Linked DNA regions of Mus musculus: region 2 is linked to region 1. A link is a contact called in public promoter capture Hi-C data. All regions are on one chromosome and are shown on one strand. The core of a region is the stretch at or near the end of the contact, and the rest is flanking DNA. Distances in the headings are between cores, read along the strand shown. Region 1 holds the start of Mgat5b (mannoside acetylglucosaminyltransferase 5, isoenzyme B). Region 2 has its middle 61 kb from the start of Gm39478.

Evidence for each region. Promoter capture Hi-C pulls out the DNA fragments that hold promoters and counts their contacts.
Region 2: a promoter capture Hi-C map of liver shows a contact between it and region 1, with 2.2 times the contacts expected there. The contact joins the enhancer-like site here to the promoter of Mgat5b in region 1. A contact is called at or near these places in 13 of 39 promoter capture datasets (the 3T3-L1 cell line, 3T3-L1-derived adipocytes, the C10 cell line and 7 more), 13 of 484 Hi-C or Micro-C datasets (CD8 T cells, Th1 cells, bone marrow-derived macrophages and 8 more), 3 of 115 datasets of contacts at active chromatin or transcription factors (bone marrow-derived macrophages, embryonic stem cells and stem cell-derived neural progenitor cells) and 4 of 9 other capture datasets (adipose tissue, embryonic stem cells, liver and 1 more).

What each region holds. Positions count from the first base shown.
Region 1 is chr11:116,914,709-116,921,124 of GRCm38.p6, forward strand. It overlaps Mgat5b (mannoside acetylglucosaminyltransferase 5, isoenzyme B), which reads left to right and starts at 4,155. Exons shown (of 18, transcript NM_172948.3): 1 at 4,155-4,835. The coding sequence starts at 4,768.
Region 2 is chr11:117,202,202-117,207,940 of GRCm38.p6, forward strand. It overlaps a transcript of Septin9 not described here. Among named protein-coding and RNA genes, the nearest start is that of Gm39478, 61 kb to the right of the region's middle. Within about 2 kb of position 2,955, at least 58 of the 459 cell types and tissues checked have an H3K27ac peak or open chromatin away from gene starts, as enhancers often do. A contact at or near this core is called in liver and uterus, where this site is marked.

The DNA of each region.
Region 1 (6,416 bases), core at 2,905-5,404:
TTCTTTTCATGCTGATGTGCTATGGTAACCTAGGCAACAACTTCAGTGGCTTTACTGGTAGGTTTGACCCACTGGTCCAAGACCCTGAATATGGGTACCTCCCTTACTTTTTAATCTTTTCCAGAGGGGCCTCTTACACTTTCTTCAGCAGAGGAACTCACTACCACTCGGGCCTGCTGCTGAGTCTGGGTTTCTCCTGGCACCTTCAGCCCGGGATGCCAGGGAGAGGGACTGAAGCAAAGTAGTTCTCCCACAAAGAAGAAAGTAACTGAGAGGAAGACGGCTCAGGTCAGGAACCCTCTTGAGCTGACACATCTTTCGAGGTGCCCTCCAGCAGGCCTGCCTCAGTTTCTACTGCCTGCTCCAAGATGGCTTACTTAGGAACCCTTCCCATTAACATTTAAAAAGGAAAGGAAGAAAGCATGGTGCTATGCGCCTCTAATTCTCATACTTGGGAGGCAGAGGCCTACCTGGTGAGTTTCAGGCTAATCAGGGCTATATGGAGAGACTCTGTCTCAAAAAAATTATGATGAATGTGGTAGTTTAGGGCTGTGATCCCAGGACTTGGGGAGGTAGAGGCAGGAGGATCAAGAATTTAGAGTCAGTCTCAAAATATAGAAAGTTCCAGACCCACCTGGGGGAGGGGCGTGCCCTGAAAGAGAATGGCCTCCACAGGCTCTTGTGTTTGCATGCTTGCTCCTCAGGTGGTGAACTGATTGGGAAAGGTTAGGAGGTGTGGCCCTGTTGGAGGTGTGCCACTCACTGGGAGTTGGCTTTAAAGTTTCAAAAGTCCTAGGCAAGTCTAGTGCCCCTCTCCTTCTGACTGCTGTCCGCCAATCAGGATGCAAAGCTCTTAGCTACTACTCCAGCACCATGGCTACCTGGGTGTTGCCATGTTTCCCACCATGATGATAATGGATTAACCCTCGAAAAGTGTGAGCAAGCCCCAAGTTAAGTTTTATAAGTTGCCTTGGTCATGGTGTCTCTTCATAACAATAGAAAAGTAGACACTGGGCTATATGAGACCTTGCCTCAAGACAAAGCACAGGTGTGCCAACAGGGTGACATCAGGGACCTAATTAGAATAAAGCTTTGGTCTTGCTGAGTTCCACAGCTGAGTCTGCTGTGTCCCAGGGGTGAAGACCCTGGGTCCATTCTGCAAGGCTCTGGTTTTGGGGTTCTGAGACAGGGACTCAAGTGCAATCGTTTGTCTGGGAGCTGACCCCAAGAGTATTGGCTGAAGAATGACAGTTGTCATGGGACAGAGAGGGTGGCTATTCTCAGACACAAGGAATCATAGAGTAATGGGCAACTCAGCAACAAGAGCGCTGTCTTACCAGGAGTGTGTGGGACACGAGGCTCGGAGTATCACACCTAAGTGGGACACAGGCAGGATAGCTATCTGTTGCTGCAGGGTGTTTCTGGGGCCACCTCAGTTTTCTCCCTGAAAGTGGTCATATCCCCACAGCCTCTCCCCACAAGCAGAACTGTCTCAGGAACAGTAGTTTTAGTGTGTAGAGGCGAGTGTAGAGGAGATGCAGGCACCAGTGGTGCCAGCTACAGCAGACAGAAATAATGGCAGGCATCCACATAGCAACCTTGTGAAGCCAGTGCTATATAAATAGCCCGAGTCACAGTGGGGGAACTGAGGCACAGATCTCTTGTGTTCAAGGTTACATAATACTAGATTCATAATTTCTCTCCTACTGTGCCCAGCAAGGGGGCCATGTGCACTGAACTGGACTGCAGAGACAAGGCTGGCAAAAGCAAGCACACGGCTAAACAATCTGTCATAGCAAGTAACCCTCGCTCTTCCTCTGCGTCTCCACTAGCTGTGAGCCTGCTGCTCAATGCAGAGGCAGGCAATCCCTCTGCTGTCTATATGGACAGTTCCAATAGAGTAAGATCCAGAGGAAGAGGTCAGTGGGGAGCTACCTCCTTCTGAAACAGAGTCTCATGTAGCCCAGGCTGGACTCAAATTCACTGTGTAGCCAAGGCTAGACGTAAGTTGCTGATCCTCCTCCCTCCACCTCCTAAGCACCAGGATGCTAGGTGGACACCACTCCTAGCTGGGAGTGTCCTTTCCCATGTTCTAAGTCCAAGTTCTGGTTGAAGGAAGGCCATTTCCCCAGATGGTACACTGCAGTCATACCTACTAGGGCAGACAACCCTCAGGGATGTCAGAGAGGCATAAACAACCCCCCTTGAGCTTGGGGAGATGGGAGGTGTCAGGTCAGAAGAGACATTCTTTTGTGTGTGTGTGTGTCATGTGTGCATGTGTGAGGTCACATGTATGCCATGATGCAAGTGTGAAAGTCAGGGGATGTGAGAGAGTGGGCTCTTTTCTTCTACCTTGTAGGTCCTGAGGTCACCAGTCTCCCCATGCTGAGCCATCTCTCAGCATGCTCAGCATCTCTCATCTCTCTGGACCACATTCAAAGTTCTTGACTTTGAAGAGCCAGCAGAGCCTTCGTGGTCTTAAGACGTTCAGGCTGGATCAGCACTACCCAAAACCAGACAGGCACGACTCTGGTCAGGAAGTGCCCCAAAGCCTTGGGTACCGAGTATAAGACAGTCTGTGATGGTGAGTCTCCTCCCCAGCTCAGGAGAAAGCCCTTTGCTCTGGCTAGTTTTTCGTTGTTATTGTTGTTGACACAAGCAGGACTTACCAGTTTAGAAACTGTCTTCTATCATAGCGGTCTACAGGCAAGCCTGTGGGCATGTTCTTGATTAATAATGTAGGAGGTCCCAACTCACTGTGCTGGTGCCGCCCTGGGCAGGTGGTTCTGGGTGGTGTAGAAAGCAGACGGGAGCCTTGGAGAGCAAGTCTGTAAGCAGCACTCCCCCACGGCCTTTGCACACACCCACCCACACACACCCCCACAGTCTCTCTGTCAGCTCCCGCCTTCAGGTTCCTGCCTTGTGTTTCTGCCCTGACTTCCCTTCATGATTGACTGCCAGGGGAAAGTGTTAGCCAAGCATAGCCTCTCTTCCCAAGTTGCTTTTGGTCAGGATATTTATCTCGGCAACAGAAACCTAATTAGGACACCCGTGTTTTCTTCCATCTTAACCTGGTTCCATCCAAGCACCCTGGCATCCCCAGGCCCTTTGCAGCTTTCTCTGCCTCCCTTGAGCCTTTCCTTACCAGCGGTGACTGCTTTGTCTGCTTCTCCACCAGCGTTCACCTGTTACCTAGTTGCCTTACTCCCGCCAACGAGAAAACAGGCGATAAATTGGTGTTGGCGAATTGATGTGTTCGCTCGCTCGCTAGGTAGCACATTTGCATTGAGCAAGGGCAGTCTGACCGTGCCTCAGTGAAAGAGTGACGGATGGAGGAGGGAAATTCGGGCACTCCAGCCAGCTGGCTAAGGAAATGTCTGAGGGCGATGGGGTCTCTGCTGGGCCTCTAAATCATGCATCTTGTCTGGGTGCCTCCAGCTGCCACAAGCCTGGGTGATAATTTCATTCCTGGCTGTCAAGACCAAACTCACATCAACTCTAAGTGAGGAAGTGACAGGACAGTACACACACACACACACACACACACACACACACACGCAGGGATGGTGTGCGCAGGGCTCAACAATGCTAAAATTTAAGCCTGTGGGTTTGGGAATTGACTTTAAAGAGCCTTGGTGAGCTTTTTGGTCATTAGTTGTATACTAGAAAGCCCGTTAACTCAGTGATTGAGAGGGTCCAAGGCTAGACCTCAGGCATACAGCTGACGGCTCCTGGCATGAATGCCACAGCCCCAGTTTATTATAGGCAAGTGAGAAGTGGGAGGACTCGGGGAGTTTCTCAGGGTGGGTGGGTGTTGCCGAGAGAATCAGCGGGTGAGAAGCCATAGGTACGGAAGCTCTTGGGGGTGGTAGTGGTGGCTCGTGCTCTGCAGGAGAGACAAGGGTCCCCTCTCCGCGCCCCATCTCCCCTGCGCGATGCAGTTACCGGAGCAGCCTCGGCTCTCCGGTCTGCTGGATGCCCTAGGAAGTTGCATGGTCCAGGGAGGGGCGCAGAGCCATGGCTCCCGCGCTCGCGTCCCCCTCCTCCTCGCACAGCCCGGGGAGGGAGCGCAGCGAGACTGCGGCCACCAGATGGCGCTCAGGCGCCGAGGAAACGCGAGGCCGCTCCCGGGCCGCCTCCTCAGAGGGAACAATGCGGCGCCTCGGGTTGTAGCGCCGCGCGGGAGCCCGGAGCCCGGAGCGCGGGTGGCCGAGCGACCGAGCGGGCGAGCGGGCGGGCGAGGACGAAGGCAGGCGAGCGCGCAGCCGTTCCTTCCCAAAGCCATGGGCGCGGCGCTGCGCGCGGCTGCAGAGCGGCGCGGCCGGAAGGTGCGGGGGGCCGGGGTGCGGGCCTGGGGCCGCCTCTAGCCGGCTCTGAGGGCGCGGGCCCCGGGAATGAGGGCGCCCGCCGCGGGAAGCCCGTTTGCGCGCCGCGGCGCCGTCCCGCCCAGCCAGCGAGCCTAGCAGGCAGACGCGCGGCCGGCGATCTGGGGGCGCGCCGCCTCGCCTTCCCCAAAATGTGAATCGGGGAGGGCGGAGACGCAGAGAGCGCCCGGCCCCAAGCTCTCGCCGAACCCCTGCCCTGCGCGCCCAGGCCGCGCCGTGCCCCGCGCGGGGCTGCAGAGCCACCGTGCCCCGCGCTCCCTCGGTGCTGCGACCCCCCGGCTTCGGCCCGCAGCGGCTTCGTGGTTCCCGAGGCGGTCAGAGCCGGGCCCAGGACGGTGCGTCCGGCCTCGCCCCCGGCTTCTCGCCCAGACAAGTTTGAACAATGATCACAGTCAACCCAGATGGGAAGATAATGGTCAGAAGATGCCTGGTCACCCTGAGACCCTTTCGGTAAAGTTCTCTACTGGTTGGCGCAGGGAGGTCAAGACCTCCCCAAGGGGACTCATGGTGGAGCTGGGCGAGGTCGGTCCCCTCAGGGGGTGCGAGTTCGGGTGGCAAAGGAGGTTCGCGAGTCTATTCTCGATGAGGGCCATGGGGATGGGAAGACGGAATTAGATAGGGTTGGGGTATGTGTGTGTGTGGGGGGGTGCGGGTCTGGATCTTTCTTGAGTTGACCAAGATTGGAACGATATCAGGTATAGAGAGGTGAGCATGGAGTCAGAAAACACCAAGATCAAGGTCCTGGGCTCCAAAGTGGCCCCAGCCAGCAAGTCCCTTTCCTGCCCCTTGCGGTCTTTTTCATCTCTTGTCGGTCCTATCTGAGCTGCGAAGTTACTGTGGGGTGCCTAGGAAGCACCCCTGGTGTCCCGCCTGTCTCCTAGGTCGGCCCGCCCATCCTCTGCCTAGTTCATCCCCCTTCCTCTCCCCCTCCCTCCCCCTGCATCTCACTCATCTTCCTGGTGGGGGACAAACCTGGGTCTGACAGGAACGTCCCCAAGATTGGGGCAAGGACCCCCTTCTGCTAGGGATTCACTCCCAATCGCGGATCTCCAACAGACTAGATAGGCATAGCAGGTGCATGGAACACCTCCCTCCCTCCCTCCCTCCCTCCCTCCCTCCCTCCCTCCCTTCCCGTGGACAGTCCTGGCCAGGCAGGGGTGCAGTTTGTGAGAGACTCGCTAAGACCTGTTGGTCCAAGAAGGGACCCCACTTCCTTCCCCCAGACTCCAGCAGAGCTAGGCCCCGAGGCCAGACTAGGGGAGAGGGTGTCTGGGAGGCCTGAAGTACTGCCTTGTTTGGCAGCTGGGCTTCAGAAGACACAGAGGGAGAGATGGGCACCGTTGTGGGGGTGGGACTCGGGACTAGGCCACAGGTGGAGTCCGATCATAAACCTTAAGGCAGGTGCTGGCTTTTCTCCCAGGTTCTGGGTTGATCCCCGGTACCTCCAGACAACCTCCTGTACCCAGCTGGGTTGGGGCTGAGGTGATGTGGCCCACCTGCCTCTTGCCATCAGCATGCTGGGCCAGTTCTGTGGGGGCTGAGATGGCAGCCTCTGGGGACAGCAGCAGTCAGGTTGTCTGTGTGAATGCAAAGGTCTGTAGAGCCGGAGGACTGAGGGCAGGGTTTTGAAGTGTCTCAGAAATCCCTGGCCTAAGATGCCCAGGGAAAGACTCTGGCTTTTCCAGAGCTATACTGGATTCCTGCAACTTGAGAGGGTTCTGGCTGGTCCCAAATCCCTAGTCAGCTTTGTAGCCCGCTGGAACCCCCCCCCCTTACCTCCCCCCCTCCCCCGTTTCTGAAGTCAGGACCTGGTGTAATGACTGCAAGCAGCGGTCTCCAGCACCACAGACAGCGCCCTCAGCCCTAAGCCCGCCCTGAGCCCGCTTTCCCTCCTGTGTGCCTGAAGACAGGATTCCCAGATCAGTTGCCACTCACTCCCAACCCTTTAACTTCACCTCCTGTCTAGGCTGGTGGAGACCCTTAGCAACCAGTCTTCTTCAGGCCCCCTCAGAACTTTAGATTGAAGGCCAG
Region 2 (5,739 bases), core at 1,705-4,204, 290 kb after region 1:
GGTGCCTGCCTTCTGGGAGTAAGGGATCTGGCACAGTGGAAAATAAGGTGGGTCTTACCAGGTAGGGAAGCTGCAGGACCCCAGGGGCATTTGGGGGACCCTCTGGCAGGCTTAACACAGCCCTGATTCTTCCCAAACACGTCTTCCCCTTTGTTTCAGTGGAAAGCTAGAGCCGTGTGGCTCAGTGGTTAAGGGCAGGAGCATTGAACTGTGAAGCTCTTGGGATTAAGTCCCAAGCTGCTGTAGGGACTGGGGTTCTTCACCCCACACATTCCATTGTTCAATGTGGATGGTGCTTGTTTGTGACGGTGTGTTTTTTACAGGAACAGGTCCAGAGGTACCTATTCTAGCTCTCTAGCCGCTCTCCTAGGAATTACTGCCGTGGGCCATAGGAAGTTGTGTGCTTCCCACTGCGGGGGCCCAGGGCTTCCCTGACTCCCCACGATGTCCGTGGTTTGCAGGTTCCTTTGTGCTGGAGCCAGCTGCAGGCTACTCCTGTTGTTTTCTGGGGTCCTAAACGCTGGCTTCTCACAGCATATGAGTCTCCTGGAATACCTCTCTTCAATGCTCTTGGCTTTCTTGGAAATCTTCAGTGGCAGAGGCCGGGGCGGGGGGGGGGGGGTGGAGGGGGGGGGCAGGGAGGAGGACTAAGCTGTGAGCCACCAGAATTGGGCAAGCATATCTCTGTGTGCGTTCTGGAATTATTTTGGGATTCCTGCGGCTTCCAGGAGACTCTCGAAGCAGGTGGCTAGCTTTTCCAGCTCTATACCAGGCAGGGATTCAGTCCTAGGGGATACAAAGCATGAGGGGTTTCAGCCCTACCCAGCATTCTAGGGGGCTTTGGAAGGGTGAGGGGCACACCCTCTGAGGTCACTTCTGAGTAAGCTACCCACGAGCTGGTGAGTGTGGGTGACAAAAAGCTCCTTTCTCCGCTGGTCCCTCCATACCTCAGTGCCTGCTCTGGCTACCTCTAGACTCCTGATGGTCAAGCCTGCTTGCTCTAGTGTATCTAAGGGACGTGGGCTGGAGAGGAAGCAGCCTCCTCAAGCAGTTAGTCTATGGCTATGTCCCATCCTTGCCCAGATTCTGAGGCCCCTAGTCCCAAGAGAGCTGACTGAGCACAAGTCAGGAACCAGCCCTTCCCAGACCACTGGGGAGGTGGGAAGGCAAGTTCAGACATGGACAGCCATCCACCCTGCCTGCCTGCCCCTGCCTCCTTCCCAGCTTTCCACTCCAAAGCGTCTTACCAGCGTAGCGTTGAGTAAAATGTACCAGAAAGAGTATGAGAGAGCCCACCTTCTACCGTGGGACCTGCTTACACCTGGATGGGTGCAGAGAGGCAGAGTTGTCATTCAGGAGCAGCTGTCTTAGTCAGACATTGGGCTGTCCATGTGCCCGTAGGCCTCCCTTGGATGTCTAAACAAGACCATGGAAGGTGTGTTCCCTCCTGAACCCTCTGTGCCCTTCTCAGATGGTTCTGTCTGTCCCAGGCTGCCCGAGGCTCCAAGACAGGCATTGAACCTGGAGGCGACCAGGTTTCCGCATGTTTGTCCGTGGGCAGTGTTGCGTGGGCTCTGCAATTTGCTAAAGATGTTTTTGATAAGAGAGATCTAGCCCAGACCAGCACAGAGCCAGGCCCCAGGGTACATGCTGAGTGGATCTCTTAGTCTCAGGATGTCAAGGGCTCCGAAGAGAGAGACCCTGGGCTCAAAGGGTGCTTGGGTAGAGAAAGGGGTGACTCTTGCCCCATCTAAGGCTTGTTTGTTGGGGCTGTTACCTTGAAAACATCCCAGCTCTTCACTGCTTTAGGGATTTATGGGGGGGGGGGGTCATCAGGACCAGAGGCTGGTGAAGCTGCTTGGGGCTTGCAAAGACAGCAAGTACAGCCCTGCTGTGCTGAGGGGTTCCTAGAGAGACCTCAGAGTCCTGACTCTGCCACAGGCCATGTGATCCAAAAGTCCCAATTAAGAGAAGTCTAAGCCCTGGTTGAAGGCACTTATAGTGTCAGGCAGCCAGGCTTGCAGGGTTGTTGGTGGCAGCAGCAAAGCCAGTTGTGACAGGTGGGCAGGTCTCTGGGATAGCTTTGCTCTGGCTCCAGAAACTTTGGCCAGGTTTGCCAGAACAGCCATGCTGAGCTGCAAGGGGCCCCGACTCCCCAGAGTTCCTGATCCGTTTTAATTTTCCGTGTGCTCTGAGCCATTTATTCCAGAAGTGTCTGCTGAGTGCTGCTGAGCCTCAGGCTCCATTCTGGCTGCTCCCCGTGGCTCTCCGCAACAGCACTGCAGGGCCCGGAGGGCTGAGGGGCAGGCTGCTCCCAGCCCAGTTTCTTGGCCTTATCTCTCCAACCCTGCCCTGGGCCCGGGTCCGCTTGCAGCCGAAGTGAAGATGACACCAAGCTACTCTGACCAGAGAGGGGTGGCGGCCCCAGGAGCCTTGCTTGTCAGTGGCCTCTAGCAGATCTCCAACAACCAAGCTTTGTTTGGGGACTGATCTGACCTGGTTCGATGAAGCCTTACTGTTGGCTGCCCAAGACCTCAGGACAGGAAACGGGAGCACGGAAAGCCAATCCTAGCTTCAGGTCGCAGGATGGCCCTTGGACCCGGACCTTCCCTGGCTGGGACCCAAGTCACCAGTCAAACCCTGACCTTCAGCATTGATTGGAATGCTGAAATCAGGGGCAGAGAAGGTCTCTGTGGAGCTGAGGCAACCCATCTGACCCTGGCTTGAGGATCCCGAGGAGAGGACCTATAGGCTTGCCTGCCTCCTGCGTGGCAGTTGGTGGCTGCAGTCTCTGCCACAGTGGTCTTTTCCTCACTCCTCCCAGGGCATGCTCACACTCTGACTCCCCCAGACTACATCTGGAGCAAAGGGTGGGCCACAGCAGCATCAGGAGTCCTGGAGTGTTATACCCAGGTCCTCGCCAGGCCAGGCGTGTTGGGGCAGCAGCTGACTCAGGAGTAGTGGCAACCGTGCTCAGGTTTGAGCTGAGTTCCAGGTGAGCATGGTTACCAGGAAGGGCTGGGCACCAGTGAGCTAGCTGGCTGGCTGCCCGGGGCCTTGAGCTGAGATCAATGGGACTTGCATCCTGGGGCCCTCCTTTCACAACCCTCTTTATAGAGGATCAGATCCCAGCCGGAGGATAAGGCTACTGTAACCCAAGCAACTTGGAAGTGGGTTACATCCAGTGCTTGTCATCTTCCAGCATGCTAGGGACTTGACCGCTGGGCACAGAGGGGTCTGGAGGAGTTATTTGTAAAACTCACTGATAATTAATTCTATATCTTTGGCTCAGTAGAGCAGAGCAGGCGAGTGGCTAGGTAAGGTTAGAGCTGAGGGCTTCTGGGTCATATGGATACTGCAGGGTGCCAGACAAAAGGGCAGTCAGATGTACCAGGGAGCCGGGAGGAATGGTGGCTTCTCACCAGCACTGGCATCGCGCTGCCTCCCTGCTTACAAGGTGTGGTAAAACCTCAGCTATGTCGGATGAGTCACTGGGTGGCAGAGCTTCCTGGTGGCTGCGGGCCGGCCTTAACTGTGGACCTCGGTTGCCTTTATTTTATTTGATTTTTTTCTCCCCTCTGGAAATGCTTTCTGAGACAGACCCTGTATCCATCACTTTCGTTTGTTTGTTTTGCTGTTGTTGCCTGTGGTCGATGTTTTGTGTTGTGGACTTTTCCTTCAGCGATGCAATCAGGAAATGGAACCGGAACATAAAACCCTACCTGTTGTTAGATTCACTTTTATGTCCCTTGCTCTGCTTGTCCCCACAAGTGTGAAATGTATCGTTTAATTATCTGAGCGGCACCTGCTTTCAGGGTTGCATGTCCCTGTCACTCAGGCCCTTTCACCGGGAAGTCACATACCAGGTACGGGTCAAAGCCAGAGCTCTGGCGGCTCTTCAGAGTGGACGTCCTGTGTTTGGTGGCCCCTCACCCGCTTTCCTAGAGGATCTGGCCCACTGATCCGTCTAGACTGTAATGGTGACTCTTTGGCTATTATTATGGCTGTCACCCACAACCAGGAAAGTATGCTCAGGATAGCATTTCATCAAGAGGTATGATGGAGAGAAACTGTCCATCAACCTGCTGAGTGTCCCTGCGCTGGTTTGCTGTTGAGACCAGCTGTCCACCATCTTCATTCCTTGCAGTGACTGGCACACGAGGCTGGCGCAGTGTGATCTCTCCATCCCTGTCACCTCCCGAGCCCATGGGCATGGATCAATGGCTGCAGGTGACAGGCTACCTGGGTCACTTGGCAACCAGGTGTCTGCTGGCTGGTTACTTTGCAGTGATTTCTTCTGGAAGCTTCCTTCCTCTGGCAATCAGGCATAGTTCTCTGGCTTTTCCTGAGCGTTAACATTTTGTTCCTCTGGCCTCAGTCTTTCTCTCATCACCCTGGTCGCTCCTTCCAGGAACTCTCGGCATGGCGGTCCTCTGCCTCCTCCTCTCTATGAGGAATCCCTGTGTGGTAACCCAGTGGCCCCAAGGTGAAGTGAATTACATGTTGGTTCCCTTCCTGTTGCTGTGACAAAGTTCTTAACAAAAGTGTGGGACATGTCATGTTGGTTCACAGTGTGATGGGCCAGTCCGTGTGTGCGTGTGTGTGGGGGGAGGGTCATGATGGAAGCTGGAGCTGGAGGCAGCTGGTCACTCTTCACTCACAGTCAGGAAACAGAGGGGGAGGTAAATGTTGGGGCTCAGCTCCTGTTTCTTTTATGCAGCAGAGAGCTCCAGCCTGTGGGATCATGCTGCCTGCACTCAGGGAGGGTCTTCCCTCCGCCATTAAAGCTCTCTAAAAAAACAATGTCCTAGACACAGGCAGGAAGAGGTACGCCTCCTCTGTGAGACCAAGTCCAGTCACCTTAACAATGAAGATTTGCGATTGCAGACCCATACTCTCAGGCGACTTGGGGTTCTAAGCTAGTGTGCTTAAACACTTAAAAAGTGGTGACCCCCTGCCTCTGTATGTTGAGTGGAGGTATTGCCCTCAATTTTAACTGTAGTTTGAAACAGCTATTAAGTATCGGGAATAAAGCAAAATCTAGAAAAGTATCAATTAAGCCGTTACTTCTCCAGAGTAACATTTTTGTGACTGTCTTTTGGCTTCTCTTCTTCACCAAGACCAGTGTTTTATTTTCTGGGGAGAAAACAGAAAAGTTATCTTTCTGAGTGGTCAGTATCTTTCCTTCTCCTTCTCTTTCTCCCCTGCCCCCTTATCTTTTGAGTCAGGATTTGAGAAAGACTTACTTTGTAGTCCAGGCTGGACTGGAATTTAAGGCTTCCAACCTTTTGTACCAAGGGCCAGGATTTAAGGTATGCATCGCCACGCCAGACTGAAATTTCATTTATTTTGGTGGCTGGGATTCCTATAGGAGAAGAGAGGGGGATGGGAGAGGGGTTATGTGTGCGCATGCTCCTTCTTGTGGGTGTGCATGCACTTGTGACGAGGTCAGAGGTCAAACGAGCATTGTTTCTCAGTTAGTTACCACCTTCCTTGTTTCTCTGGGACAGAGATTCTCTTCCTCTCCCCTCCCCTCCCCCCTTCTCTTAATTTTTTTTGTTTGTTTGTTTATTTTGTTTGTTTGTGTTTTTTTCCAGACAGAGTTTCTCTGTGTAGCTTTTGGCTGTCCTGGAACTTGCTCTGTAGACCAGGCTGGCCTTGAATTCACATAGATCCGCCTGTTTCTGCCTCCTTAGTACTGGGCTTAAAGGCCTGTCTACCACTACCACCACACCTACC